Linked DNA regions of Mus musculus: all the other regions are linked to region 1. A link is a contact called in public HiChIP or PLAC-seq data. All regions are on one chromosome and are shown on one strand. The core of a region is the stretch at or near the end of the contact, and the rest is flanking DNA. Distances in the headings are between cores, read along the strand shown.

Evidence for each region. HiChIP or PLAC-seq counts read pairs in DNA pulled down with a chosen protein or histone mark.
Region 2: a contact with region 1 is called in an H3K27ac HiChIP or PLAC-seq map of embryonic stem cells, with 8 read pairs. The contact joins the promoter of Smtnl2 here to the enhancer-like site in region 1. A contact is called at or near these places in 10 of 39 promoter capture datasets (the 3T3-L1 cell line, cranial neural crest, hematopoietic stem and progenitor cells and 6 more), 1 of 15 datasets of contacts at CTCF or cohesin (embryonic stem cells), 3 of 484 Hi-C or Micro-C datasets (bone marrow-derived macrophages, embryonic stem cells and myocytes), 5 of 115 datasets of contacts at active chromatin or transcription factors (embryonic stem cells and stem cell-derived neural progenitor cells) and 1 of 9 other capture datasets (adipose tissue).
Region 3: an H3K27ac HiChIP or PLAC-seq map of embryonic stem cells shows a contact between it and region 1, with 5 read pairs. The contact joins the promoter of Tekt1 here to the enhancer-like site in region 1. A contact is called at or near these places in 9 of 39 promoter capture datasets (the 3T3-L1 cell line, 3T3-L1-derived adipocytes, hematopoietic stem and progenitor cells and 5 more), 1 of 115 datasets of contacts at active chromatin or transcription factors (embryonic stem cells) and 3 of 9 other capture datasets (adipose tissue, liver and pancreatic islet).
Region 4: an H3K27ac HiChIP or PLAC-seq map of embryonic stem cells shows a contact between it and region 1, with 8 times the contacts expected there. The contact joins the promoter of 4933427D14Rik here to the enhancer-like site in region 1. A contact is called at or near these places in 5 of 39 promoter capture datasets (cranial neural crest, embryonic stem cells, liver and 2 more), 1 of 484 Hi-C or Micro-C datasets (extraembryonic endoderm stem cells), 7 of 115 datasets of contacts at active chromatin or transcription factors (the SCID.adh cell line, bone marrow-derived macrophages, embryonic stem cells and 1 more) and 3 of 9 other capture datasets (adipose tissue, liver and pancreatic islet).

What each region holds. Positions count from the first base shown.
Region 1 is chr11:72,284,482-72,287,533 of GRCm38.p6, reverse strand. No RefSeq gene overlaps it. Among named protein-coding and RNA genes, the nearest start is that of Xaf1, 16 kb to the left of the region's middle. Within about 2 kb of position 1,438, at least 15 of the 459 cell types and tissues checked have an H3K27ac peak or open chromatin away from gene starts, as enhancers often do. A contact at or near this core is called in embryonic stem cells and extraembryonic endoderm stem cells, where this site is marked.
Region 2 is chr11:72,410,282-72,413,333 of GRCm38.p6, reverse strand. Smtnl2 (smoothelin-like 2) reads left to right here and starts at 1,621. Exons shown (of 8, transcript NM_177776.3): 1 at 1,621-2,090. The coding sequence starts at 1,701.
Region 3 is chr11:72,360,456-72,363,507 of GRCm38.p6, reverse strand. It overlaps Tekt1 (tektin 1), which reads left to right and starts at 1,626. Exons shown (of 8, transcript NM_011569.3): 1 at 1,626-1,715. It overlaps Gm34317 (a long non-coding RNA gene), which reads right to left and starts at 1,594. Exons shown (of 7, transcript XR_003949575.1): 1 at 1,517-1,594.
Region 4 is chr11:72,206,040-72,209,091 of GRCm38.p6, reverse strand. It overlaps 4933427D14Rik (RIKEN cDNA 4933427D14 gene), which reads left to right and starts at 1,610. Exons shown (of 19, transcript NM_001361564.1): 1 at 1,610-1,896. It overlaps Txndc17 (thioredoxin domain containing 17), which reads right to left and starts at 1,538. Exons shown (of 4, transcript NM_026559.3): 1 at 1,324-1,538; 2 at 758-839; 3 at 287-362. The coding sequence starts at 1,468.

The sequences.
Region 1 (3,052 bases), core at 189-2,688:
ATGCGACCATGACACCTCACTAAGAGGACCATGATAACCAGTCACAGAGCATGAAAACTTAGAGTTCTCCATGCTAATGAAGTATCTAGATAGAATGAGCTTCCCTTCCTGGGCATCCCTTCCTGCAAACCTGTTTAATCCCTGGTTCACTCTGAGTAAGATGTAACCATTCACTTTCCCCATGAATAAAGCAGTTTGGACCAGTTAGGACTGACTCCTTCAGCAAGGATCACCAGGGGGCAGGGTGTCATTGTAAAGAGCTGCTCCTAAATAGTAGGCTTGCCTTCCAGTCCCTCCATACTTTTGGCACTTACCAAGCCAGATTCCTCCCAGTCCTGGACTTAGCGTGAGCCTCGGACCCCCCTTTGTGTGTGTGTTGCTAATTTCCTTTTTTTCTTTTTAAAATTATTATTTAATCTTTTTTTTTTTACAGTCCAGTTGTTATCCCCCTCCCAGTCCAGACTGTAAGATTTCAAACCTCTCTCCCACCCCACCCCCTTCCCCATCTCCAAGACAAAGTCCCCACCCTACCACCTCCACCCCACCCGACCACCCTGCTCCCTGGGGCCTCAAGTCTCTCAAGGGTTAGGTGTGTCTTCTCTCACTGAGGCCAGACCTGGCAGTCCTCTGCTGTATATGTGTCAGGGGCCTCATATCAGCGGGTGTATGCTGCCTCATTGGTGGCTCAGTGTCTGAGAGATCTGGAGGTCCGGGTTGGGGTTGCTGGTTGGGGTTGTCCTCCTCCTCAGTTTCTTCCAGCTTTTCCCTAATTCAACCACAGGGTTTCCCCAGACCCTTGTTCTTAAGGCCTCATAGTCCCCAGAGTAGTTGGGGTACACCAGAGTTTGAGAACCAGAGCATCCATCCCAGCCCCCACTGTTTCTCACCCAGGAAAACCCTGGCTGGGACCCCCTTTTTTATTTTTAAAGATTTATTTATTTTACTCATATGAGTACATTTTAGCTGTCTTCAGACACACCAGAAGAGGACATTGCAGATGGCTGTGAGCCACCGTATGGTTGTTGGGTATTGAACTCAGGACCTCTGGAAGAGCAGTCAGAGCTCTTAACCACTGAGCCATCACTCCAGCCGGGGACCCCCTTTCTTGGACTGTGTTCTGCCTTCTCTGAGCAGCATTCTGGGAAGCATCTTGGCATCCCAGTGGCGAGACAGAAACGTTGACTGACACTCCTTCTTTTGGCTATCAGACTATTAACAGTGGACCACAAAGAATGAAAAATTCCTCCTGAACCACAGGCGGGGTGGGGCAGTGGGAGGAAAAGACAGAGATGCCAAAGCCAGCAGGAGAAAGAGCTCATCTTCCAGGAAGAGATGACACATAGTTCTGAAAACTTGTTGGACCCCCTAGAAGGAGAGATTGGAGCAGAGACAAAGATAGTGGTAGAGACAAGAACCACACCTTGATTGTCTCTGTTAGTTATGTATACCTTGCTCGAATTTGCATAAGCCTCAGGTCAGAATCACCAAGACAAGGCCACTGGGTCCCTTTGTTATTCTTCCCGATGTGGACACATTGAACAAACTTTCTTCCTCTGCTCTTTACTGGTAATCATGCTTAGCCGGAAATATGGGGACAGTGGCTGAGCATAGCTTGTTGGGACCAGCAGAGCCTAGAATTTCACCTTCGAATTGATTTTACCAGGAAAATTGGGTCAGAATTCAGAAAGGCCAAGACTGGCATCTTGAGCCTCTTCCTCATCAGTTGGACAAGTTCCTTAGTTCTGTGACCTTTGCTGCTCACTCTTGTCTTTCTCCAGATACCTGTGACTACCAAGAACAATAAAACAACCCGAGGAACTCCTCTGCCTCCAGAGAAGCTGGTGATGAGAAAGACAGAGGCAGACATCAGAGGGACATCCATGAGGACAGGGATCTGTGACAGGGGGGATGGGAAGGGCAACCAGAAGTGAGCATGCAGCCTTTGTTGTCATTTGTTTCTGGTTGCTTTTCACTTATAACCTCATTTTTTTCTTTCAAGACTTTACTTCTTATAGAACGCCTTTCTCCAGCTGTATCCCTCCCTTCCCTGTCAAAACCCAAACTGGGTTTCAAGAGCGAATCCTTGGCTGTCCCTCATCTGGGACCCACGTCTTTTTATCTTTGTACTTTTGGTCTGGTGTCTTGAGAGTAAATTTGTTCCAACTTGAGATCTGAACGTTCCCCCTTTTGGCCTGTGTTTGAAGGCTTTGTCCCTAGCTCAGGGTACTGAGAGATAGTGGAACCTTTAGGATATAAGGCCTAATAGAGAGAGTTGGGTCATTTGGGGTGTGCCCTTCAGGGAAGAATTGGAACCCTGGCTCCTTCTTGTCTCCACCATGAAGTGAACAGTCCTCCTCAGCCACGTGCTACCACAGCCCAAGCAAAGGTACCACAGGACTATTTCAGGGGACTGAAACCCCTGAAAATCTGAGCCAGAATGAACGTTTGCTACTGCAGAAAGCTGACTAACGCCGAGCCCTTTCTGGTCTACCACCTGCATCTCTGAAGGGACCCATGTGCCTTGGGTCTGGAAGGCAGTGACTTAACTGTGGTTTGCAGTAGCGGCAGTCACATGTTGGCTGACCTGAATGGATGTGGATGGTTGTGTGTTTGAGATAATTAAACAGTATGCTAGGAATCTCCTCCACCCATACAACAGCCTTGAATGCAAGCGTTCTCAAAGCGGCAACAAGAGCCATTTTCTTTTGACGTTTTATTTTAAAAAGAAAACTTATAATTATGAAAGTATGCATGACTGCATGTTCTTTTTTAAGAATGGGGAATGTTACAGATAAAACGAAATTTCTTTCTGCCCACCATGCCTGCTTCTGAGCCATGACTATTTTTAGCTAGAGTGTGGATGCAGGCATAATATCGTCACACAAAACCCCATAACCATTCCTGCCTGCTGCAACTTGAAGCCCGGCTGGGGGCTTGTATTGCCACCGACCCTCTCCAATCCAGTCCCATAAAAACGCTGTAGAATCACTCCGTTGCTGACTTATAATTCCTTTCTAGGACACCGTGGCTATCCACTCAACAGCTTGGCAGT
Region 2 (3,052 bases), core at 372-2,871, 130 kb before region 1:
TCTATCAAAGATTCCACCCGGAGAAAGAATGCAAGGAGCGGTTTGGCTCACCCTGTCCAGACGGCTGCTTGGAACACACACACAGACATGCAACATGCACGCCTTTTGGCACTTGACTTTCCCATGAAATAATTGCTGGAAAGCTCCTTGGATTAGGTAACCCAGTGTTCCTTCCTGTCCCTACCCGGGGGAGGGGATCAGCTCTTAGCATCTGTTAGGCTAACCCAGCTCCTGGGGGAAGGAAAGGGCAGTCTAGGAGGGTCTGGGGCCTCCCAGACATCCTTGGAAGCAGAACAGTATGACCAGAACAAGCCTTTGAGCCTGCTCCTATGGATCATCTCACTAGGCCTCTCCAGGCTTTGAGCCACCTCCCATAGCCCAGGCCCAGAGAAATCGAGTTAGGAAAGCCTTTTAGCACAATGAATGAGATGGTTTTTTCTTTATTTTAAATGTTTACAACATCTATCATATTGTTATCCTGAGCAACAATTGCCTCCATCCCTCCTTCTTTGGTGATGTTTGGGGTTTCTAGGCTGGGAAAGGGGACTTTCTGGAATAAGAGGAGTGCTGGAGAAAAAAAGAGGTTTGAAGGTTGTCAGGTGGATCGAGGTTCTTGACTGAGCTTGGGGAAGAGGGGGGCAGCAGTGCACATCCTAGTTTTTGATCCCAAAGTTGCTCATAGCAAGATTTTGGGATTTGGGTCCCAACCTTCCTGTTCATCTTTAACACACACACACACACACACACACACACACACACACACACACACACACAGAGAGCAGGCCTAGGAGGATAGGAGGGGCATTTTACCATCTACATAACTCTTCCTGATCTCAGAACTGGTGCAAGAAATCCCAGGCAAAAGTGTCACAGGTGGGGGGCTGAAGTGTGGGCTTAGCAGTTTAGGGCACTTTTTGCTCTTTCAGAGAAACCCCAGAACTCGGCTCCCAGCACACACATGATGGCTCACAACTATTGGAAACTCCAGTTCTAGAGGATCCTGACACCACTTTGTGATTTATGTGGGCACCACACATGCTGTGTAGATACAGACAAGCAGGCTCACACACATAAAGTCAAATAAATATTTTTTTAAAAAGTCTCACAAGTGAGTATTTGCGAACTGGATGGTACCGGTGGTGACCGGAGATGCATACAAAGGTGAGTCAGAGCGGTTATGGTGTGTGTGTGTGTGTGTGTGTACAGTTGCTGCGGTTCCCTGAACAGGGGGGAGAGTCCAACCAAAGTGGACCTACAGGGAAATGTATAACTCTTTTAGTTGTTGTTCCTAGAGTAATGTCCTTTCGAGTGTCTTCTTCCCAGATCTTTCACCGGGTCGCACACCACTCCCTGGGGTCAAGCGTGTATGGGACTCCTTACTCCCCCAGGGATCCACATCCCTGCAAAGCAGAGAAGGAGAACTTTTCACTAAGTGCCTCCGGGGCCAGGCATCCCGCACCGACCCGGCCAGTCCCCAGGGGCGGGGTGTCCTGGAATGGGCTGTCCCGCCCCCTCGGCCCCGCCTCCTCACTCAGCGCCCAGTCCTGGGGCTCTAGGGGTCTGCCCCGCCCTGCTCCCGCCCCCTCCGGCCGCCCCTCGGGCTCAGCCAGCCGCGGCCCGCCAGTCGTCCCAAGGAGCTGCGGATCTCTCAACGTCTCCCGCGTTCTGCCCGCTGTCCGATCGGTGTGCCCCACTCGGCCATGGAGCCGTCCCCCGACGCCGAGGAGGCGCACACAGTGCGCGAGGCGCTGGGCCGCTACGAGGCGGCGCTGGAGGGTGCGGTGCGTGCGCTGCACGAGGACATGCAGGGGCTGCAGCGCGGCGTGGAGCGGCGCGTGGCAGAGGCGCTGCGCCTGGCCGGCCCCTTGGCTCGTACTGTGGCCGAGCTGCAGCGGGACAACCAGCGGCTGCAGGCACAGCTCGAACGCTTGACGCGCCAGGTGGAGGCGCTGGGCTTGGCGACTGGAGTGTCCCCTGCACCCGGCACGCCCAGTCCCCCTCCGGCGGCCACAGTTACCGACCGCGCCCCCCGCTTGGGCACTGCACGCTTCTCCAGTCATGCCACCTTTTCGCTGTCCGGTCGAAGCCCGGTGAGCCCCGGGGGTGCGGCGCGAGGGATGTGAGCGACTAGGAGCGTGCCTGGGGTGTAGGGTTGGGAAATTGGTGCCGCCCATCAGCTCTGAGTGCGTGCGCTGGCGAGCGTCCTCTAGTAAGAGAGCTATACCTCCACCTGCCGCTGGGACTTGGTAGCCGGGATTACATTTAAGCTCTCCAGAGCTGGAAAGGACAGGAGAAACATTGTTTTAGTAGGCCTGCTGCACCTGCTTTGCACTTCTTTCTTGGATCCGGGTGGTGTTTTTGCCTTGAGATCTGCCCTCTCCCATCTGACCCATGAATTTTAAGAGTTTGGACGCCAAGGTTCAGTCTTTGATAGTTCACTGTCGTCTGGGTCCTCACCTGCAAGTTGGAATGGTCAGCGTCCTCTACCTGCCCCCTACAACGTTTTTGTTCACGCGCACTGTGTTGCTGCTTCACTGAGGCCTGACCGTTCCGGTTGTAGATTAACCCCGACTGAGTTGCCTCTGTGTGTGTGTGTGTGTGTGTGTGCGCGCGCGCGCGCGCGCGCGCATGTGAGCGCACTCTGGTCTGGACTGATCAGTAACTGTTTGGGAACTCATGTTGCAGAGGGCAGACCCTTTACTGGAAACGGAGAGGGGGAACGGGCCTTTAGCTGTGTCTAGATTTCTGGGCAGAAGCTGGTGTGGACCAGTTTTACCACTTGGTCACGACCTCCTGGAGTGACAGAGCCTGGTTAGACTGTTTCTATGGTGTGTGCAGTGGCCCTTAGGTGGGATTTTCCATCCTGACCCGGAATTTGCTGGCGGGGTGGGGGGGTGGTGGGGGGGGAGGGAAGTGGGGGATGGGGGAGAGGAGTGGGAGGGGTTGGAGGAGTGGGAGGGGTGGGAGGTGCTTTTCAAGGGCCAGGGTCTTAGTACACTGCCTCTGCCCCCTGCCTTGGTGTATTCCCAAGGCCCTTAGCTCTACTGTGGGC
Region 3 (3,052 bases), core at 377-2,876, 76 kb before region 1:
ATGTGGATATCAAATCAATGTTCTGCTCCCCACAACCCTGTTTTTGGTTATTATTATTTTAGCAAAGTAACCTTTTCAGTTTTACATTTATTATTAATATTATTATTGTTGTTATTTGTCTCCCTCTCTCTGTCTTCCCTCCCATTCTTTTCCCCTGTGTGTGTGTGTGTGTGTGTGTGTGTGTGTGTGGTTGTGCAGGTCAGAGGACAACTTGTGGCAGTCATGTCTTTCCTTCTGGAGAGGCACTTTTACTTGCTGAGCCACCTTGCCTACCCCAGTCTTTGAATTAAGGTATTCATTAATATTAATACCAGAATTAAGAACATAGATACATGAGCTGGGCAGTGGTGGCGCACGCCTTTAATCTCAGCTCTTGGAGGCAGAGGCAGGTGGATTTCTGAGTTCCAGGCCAGGCTGGTCTACAAAGTGAGTTCCAGGACAGCCAGAGCTACACAGAGAAACCCTGTCTTGAAAAAAAGCAATATATATATATATACATACATGAATGAAAGGTGAGTGTTAATTTCCAATATGTCTTTCAGATTTGAATCCTCAGCTTAAGGGTCTTTTTCTGGCATGCTGAGATGCCAGGGATAAGCAGATACACCCAGCTCATCGCTGCTTTTTCTTCCTTCCTTCCTTCCTTCCTTCCTTCCTTCCCTCATTTCTTTCTCTTTCTTTTAAAGATTTGTTTATGTATTTATTTTATGACTAGGAGTGCTCTGTTTTCTGTTTTCATGCACACCAGAAGGTATGCACTGGATCTCATTGCAGATGGTTGTGAGCCACCATGTGGGTGCTTGGCATTGAACTCGGGACCTCTGGAAGAGCAGTCAGTCCTCTTAACCGCTGAGCCATCTCTCCAGCCCTTCATCAGTGCCTTCACATTGTTATAAATTTTATGCCTTTGTTTCATCGTGTTCACCTTTATGATTGCTTTTTCTGCCACACAGACAGCGCCAATTTCCCATTTCCAGTAGTAATGCAAAGGGTTTTTTTGTTTTGTTTTGTTTTTGTTTTTTTGTTTTTTAAATAAACGTGCTGCCTGTAAAACGAACGTTTGAAGATGGTGTATGGCTATGTTAAACTCATGGCCGTGGCACCGAGTGGCTGGCGTCCTGAAAGCCTAATTTTAACTCAATCCACAACAGTTTGAAGATCACGTAGCAGTGCGATCTTAACCGAGAAAAAGCTCAGTGCTTGGTGAGTTTTACGCCTTGGGAGAAGATACCTGGCCGAAAACCCATTCTTGCCTACCCCTGTCTGGAGCTACCCATGCACCCTGTGTGTCGCTAGGTTTGCAGGTCCTTTGCTCCAGGTTTGGAGCAACGACCACGTGGAACGCAGTGTGTGTATCTCTGTGGTCCCGGGTCATCTACGGCTCAGGACAGCGCCAAGACCGACCCGCTGTGCATCTATGGAGTCAGAGACTCGGGGAACGGGAACCCCGAGTGACCCAATCTCCTGCCCCGTGTTTTGACGTTTTCTCAGCAGGATCAGACTTCGGACCACCTACTTTCTTTGTCTTGTTTGCTCGGGTTACCCTTTAGCACCACTCTCACATTCGCGCTTGCGCAGTCTTCTAACTAGGGCAACGTTGCGTCCGTCCGGTTGCCATAGAGACCGCAGTTTTCTCGGCTGGTTCTCTCAGAACCAGGAGCTCTGGTTGGGGTCAGGAGTGCCCTACAGAAGCTTGTGTTCTTTAATGAACTAAGGTAAGTGAGCCCCGATCCACCTCACCTACCCCTTCTCCCTACCCACGCGGTGTGTCTTTTGTATCAGCGGTTAGCACTGATATCGGTCCCCTCTTCGAGACTATTCACACTTGTTCAAAGTTATATCTCAGAGAGCCACGCTGAGACAGACTCGGGAGAGACCATAGGAGGGGACTGAACTGGAGAGCTCAGGAGTGTCTGAGGGGGTTACATGGGGCCTGATGCTTAGCCTAGTCAAGATCTGAATCCATCCTTGGTTGTGACGGCTTCAGAGGCCCCTAGGGTAAATACTAGGGTTATAGAGTCCAGAGCGGGAGGCTTTCAGAGTTCAGCTTTGCCTATGGAAGACAGATGTGATGTCGTTCAGAGCCAGGGGATCATATTTTTTTTCCCCCGCAACTGTCTCCAGAGGCTGCCTTACCCCCTGTTCCTTGTCTTTATCCTGTAGTCACAATGCCCAGATGTTGGCTTACAGACGTCACATCTGTTCATTTCTTATACAACATGTCTGGGTTCATGTATTTGAAAGAATACTGCTTGTCTTAGGGTTTCTATTGCTGTGACAAAACAACATGATCAAAAAGCAAGTTGGAGAGGAAAGGGCATATTTGTCTTACATGTTCATATTGCTTGTTTATCATTGAAGGAAGTCAGGATAGGAACTCAAAACAGGGCAAGAATCTAGAGGCAGGAGCTAATGCAGAGGGCATGAAGGGCATGCTAACTGGTTTGTTCATCATGGCTCGCTCAGCCTGCCTGCCTTCCTTCCTTCCTTCCTTCCTTCCTTCCTTCCTTCCTTCCCTTCTTTCTCTTTTTTCTTTCTTTCCTTCCTTTCTTCCTTGTCTTTTCTTCCTTTCTTTCTTTTCTTCCTTTCTTTCTTTCCTTCCTTCCTTCCTTCCTTCCTTCCTTCCTTCCTTCCTTCCTTCCTTCCTTGTCTTTCGTTCTCTCTCCCTCTCTCCCTCTCTCCCTCTCTCCCTCTCTCCCTCTCTCCCTCCCTCCCTCCCTCCCTCCCTCCCTCCCTCCCTCCCTCCCTCTCTCTCCTTTTTTCTTCTCCAAGGCAGGGTGTCTTTGTGTAGCCCTGGCTTTCCTGGAACTCACTCTGTAGATTAGGCTGGTCTCAAATTTTCAGAGATCCACTTGCCTCTGCCTTCCTAGTTCTGGGATTAAAGGCACCACCACTGCCCAGCTCAATCTGCTTTCTTGCAGAACCCAGGACCATCAGCTCAGGCTTAGCATCACCCACAAAGGCCTGGGCCCTCCCCATACATCACTAATAAAGAAAATGTCACACAGCCAGATTCATGGAGTCATTTTCTCAAGTGAGGTTCCCTCTTGCC
Region 4 (3,052 bases), core at 361-2,860, 79 kb after region 1:
TGGGTTTAGAAAACATTGACAAAGGTGCTTTCAGAAATGAGTCAACTTTCTTCTGAAGACAGAATCTTAAAAGTGGCTTAAAAATACACCCCAGACACTAATATCTGCATTATTAATAGTTTGTCAGGATTGGCAGAGGAATGGACACCAACTTGTGTGTTTCTGATGCACTCTGAACAACAATGTGATGTTGGAAATCAAAGGTCAAGATCTTTTCAAACTTGACTCAAAAAACAACTTGAGTTTTAACTACATTATAGCTACAAACATAAAGGTAGACACTTACTGTTCCATATTTAAGTAGTGTAGGCACTGCGGTTATTTTCAGTTTTTGTCTGAAGTCATTATTTGGGTCTTTCCAGCTGTTCCAAAATGAAACAGATAATGAAAAATACTACTTGGTTCATTACAGTTTACTCAACAGTTGACTTATATATAATATACTTGTAACCACTGCTTTTGTTAACCTTTAAACATTTTGAGAACTGTAACTTATGTGTCACTTTCTGCAAAGTTTAAAGTGTGGCTAAGATAAAACAAATGTAAAGTCAATAGAGTTCTGAACTTATTCCAGACCCAATTCATTAATGATGATATGTGGTTGAACATAAACTGTAAATATGAATTCAGTAATTCTAATTGTTTAGCTTATCAGACAATACCTAAAACACAGAGCCTGACCAATTATCTGAGGTCCTTTTTACCCAGCTTTTTAATAATATAGTCCATGTCTGGAGATACGGTATACATGACTTACTAAGGTTTGTCTCCTACTTGGCAGTAGATGAACACACAGTCTTCGGTAACATGCTTCAGCCCCTCTCGAATGACTGGCTCAGCTTTTTAAAAGAGTTAAAAAGTAATTACACATCAACTGCGATAGCCCACGCCCTCCCGTCCCCAGTCTTAGACTTTAACCGGTTGTAAGATAGGATGTTAAAGTCGCGTGTCCTCTGGACTCGTGAATCACTTAAGTCCTAGTCCTGATTGTCTTTAAGACACAATCAGAAAACTCAGCATACATATATGATGACGGAAAGATCAACTCCTGAGTCTGGTCTTTTTTTTTTTTATGAGACACTAATCGTTTGGGGAACTGAGAATTTTAAAGAACCTGGTTCCAAGATCCGAATCCATGATAAAAATGAGGGTCATCCTTGGGTGGGGCAGTAAGGGCCTAACGAGAGACGGGGTACAGCTCAGGCGCTTCTGCGGGTCTGCAGGACCAAGATCCTCATCTCATCCCACTTTCTGACTTCAGCAGGGGCCTTCTTCCTAGCACTGCTGTGGCGCAGCAACCCCCAGTCCTGGTCCCAGCCTCACCTTCCACGCAGTCCGGACACCAGCTCTTCCCTTCGGTATCCTTAGAACCGCTGAAGTAGGCGAAAATGGTCTTGCCCTCATGCTCCTTCACTGCCTTGTCGAACTCCTCGAAGCCCAGCACGCTCACCTCCTCGAAGGTGGCCATGGGTACAACAGTGCGGAGAGGAGCACGGGAGGAGCCCTAGGGTCCTGCGCCCCCAAGGCGGGGCCCAAGTAAGGCGTGGACAAGGTTCCGGGTGGGCGGGGCCGCCGCAGCAGAGTGGTGCTACGGGAGCCTTGAATAGCCATAACTCCTTAGGGCCGTCCTTTTGGTCTGCTGGAGTTTCTTTTTGGCGCCAGTTTCCCTCAGACAACTAGACGCCTGACCTGGTCTGGTCCCCACCCTGGCTTCATGGACAGTGACGGCAAAGCCCGTCGCGGTACAACACCTTGATCCTCAAATGGCTCAGGAAGATCAACGGCTCCCAAACAGCCGCGCGCCTGTTGCCATGACGACTGGGCGAGAGGCCGGAAGCGAGGCCTAGCGTGGGGTCGCCTTACGATCTCTTGGTGGCCGCGCCGCGCCCAAACCAGGTGGGCTTGGGCCGGAGCTGGGGGAATTCTGGGAAACTGCATTAGACAGAGAGACAGTGAGAGACCTCGCCCCAGGCTTGCCTTGCAGCTCCGCCCCTCCTATTACCTTTCTATTTGTCAGACTTTAGGGGGGCCGGGGCCGGGGGCGGCGTCCGGGATCGGGCGGGGGTTTGGAGAGAGCTGGGAGGCAGAAAGGCAGCGAGGACTGGATCCGAGTGTTGTGAGTGCGTGTGCGGGGGAACAGATGCAAAGAGAGCGTGTCTGAGGTTGCATTGGGGAAAGGAATTGTCCAGGAGCTGCGACGCCGGCACGGGGGCCCTTGCCCGGGCTACGCAGGTGTACACTGGCAGCGAAGATGCCGGCTCATTGCATGAGGGCCCGCAGGTTGCGTCGGGGTGTTCGGCCTCTGTGGGCGAGGAGGTGGGGTGCAGGGTTATCCCGAGGCTATGGAGTAAGGCGCCGGGTGAGATCTTCAGTGCGGCGGATGCTCTGTGCAAACATAGGGTGGCTACAGAATGGTCAGCAGCCTTTAGAGAAGAGGACTGCGGAGCCCGCAGTCCCCGCTAGGGTGAACAGGGCCTTTGGGATACCTGGGACTGCAGGCTCGGTTGAGGCAGCAATGGACCCCAGGACAGTGTGGGTGAACGGGACTGTGGGCGAGCCCGAGGTGGTTGGGCCTGCTGGGTCTGTGTGGGTGACTGTATCTGGGGAGGAGGAGCTAGACAATAGGAGCTCTCCAAGCTGTGAGAGAAAAGGTCGTCCAGGAACACTTGGCCATGAGAGCATCCTGGAACTGTGGTTGAAGGTGCAGGCTATGAGGGTAGCGTCGGGATGCTGGGAAGGAAGCAGAGTGGAGCTCCATCCCGTTCCCGTGGGAGAGGGGCCGATCGAGAAGGGTATTCCTGGGCGAGCTTCCTGGGTAGAGACCAGCCGAGGTGGTGTCACCGGACCCTGGGTGAGAGGCAATACTAGGACATTCCCCCAGGCCTCAGGACTGCCCACAGCTAGGGGAATAGGGGCCGGTTGTGAGAGAGTCTCTATCCTTTGTAGGCAGGGACAAGCTGGGAAGACACCACCTCCTGTGGGTGGACCTGAGGTAGTAGAGAAGATAGACTGTGTTTCCTCTGGACCTTGGGAAAAAAGACAAACTGTGGTG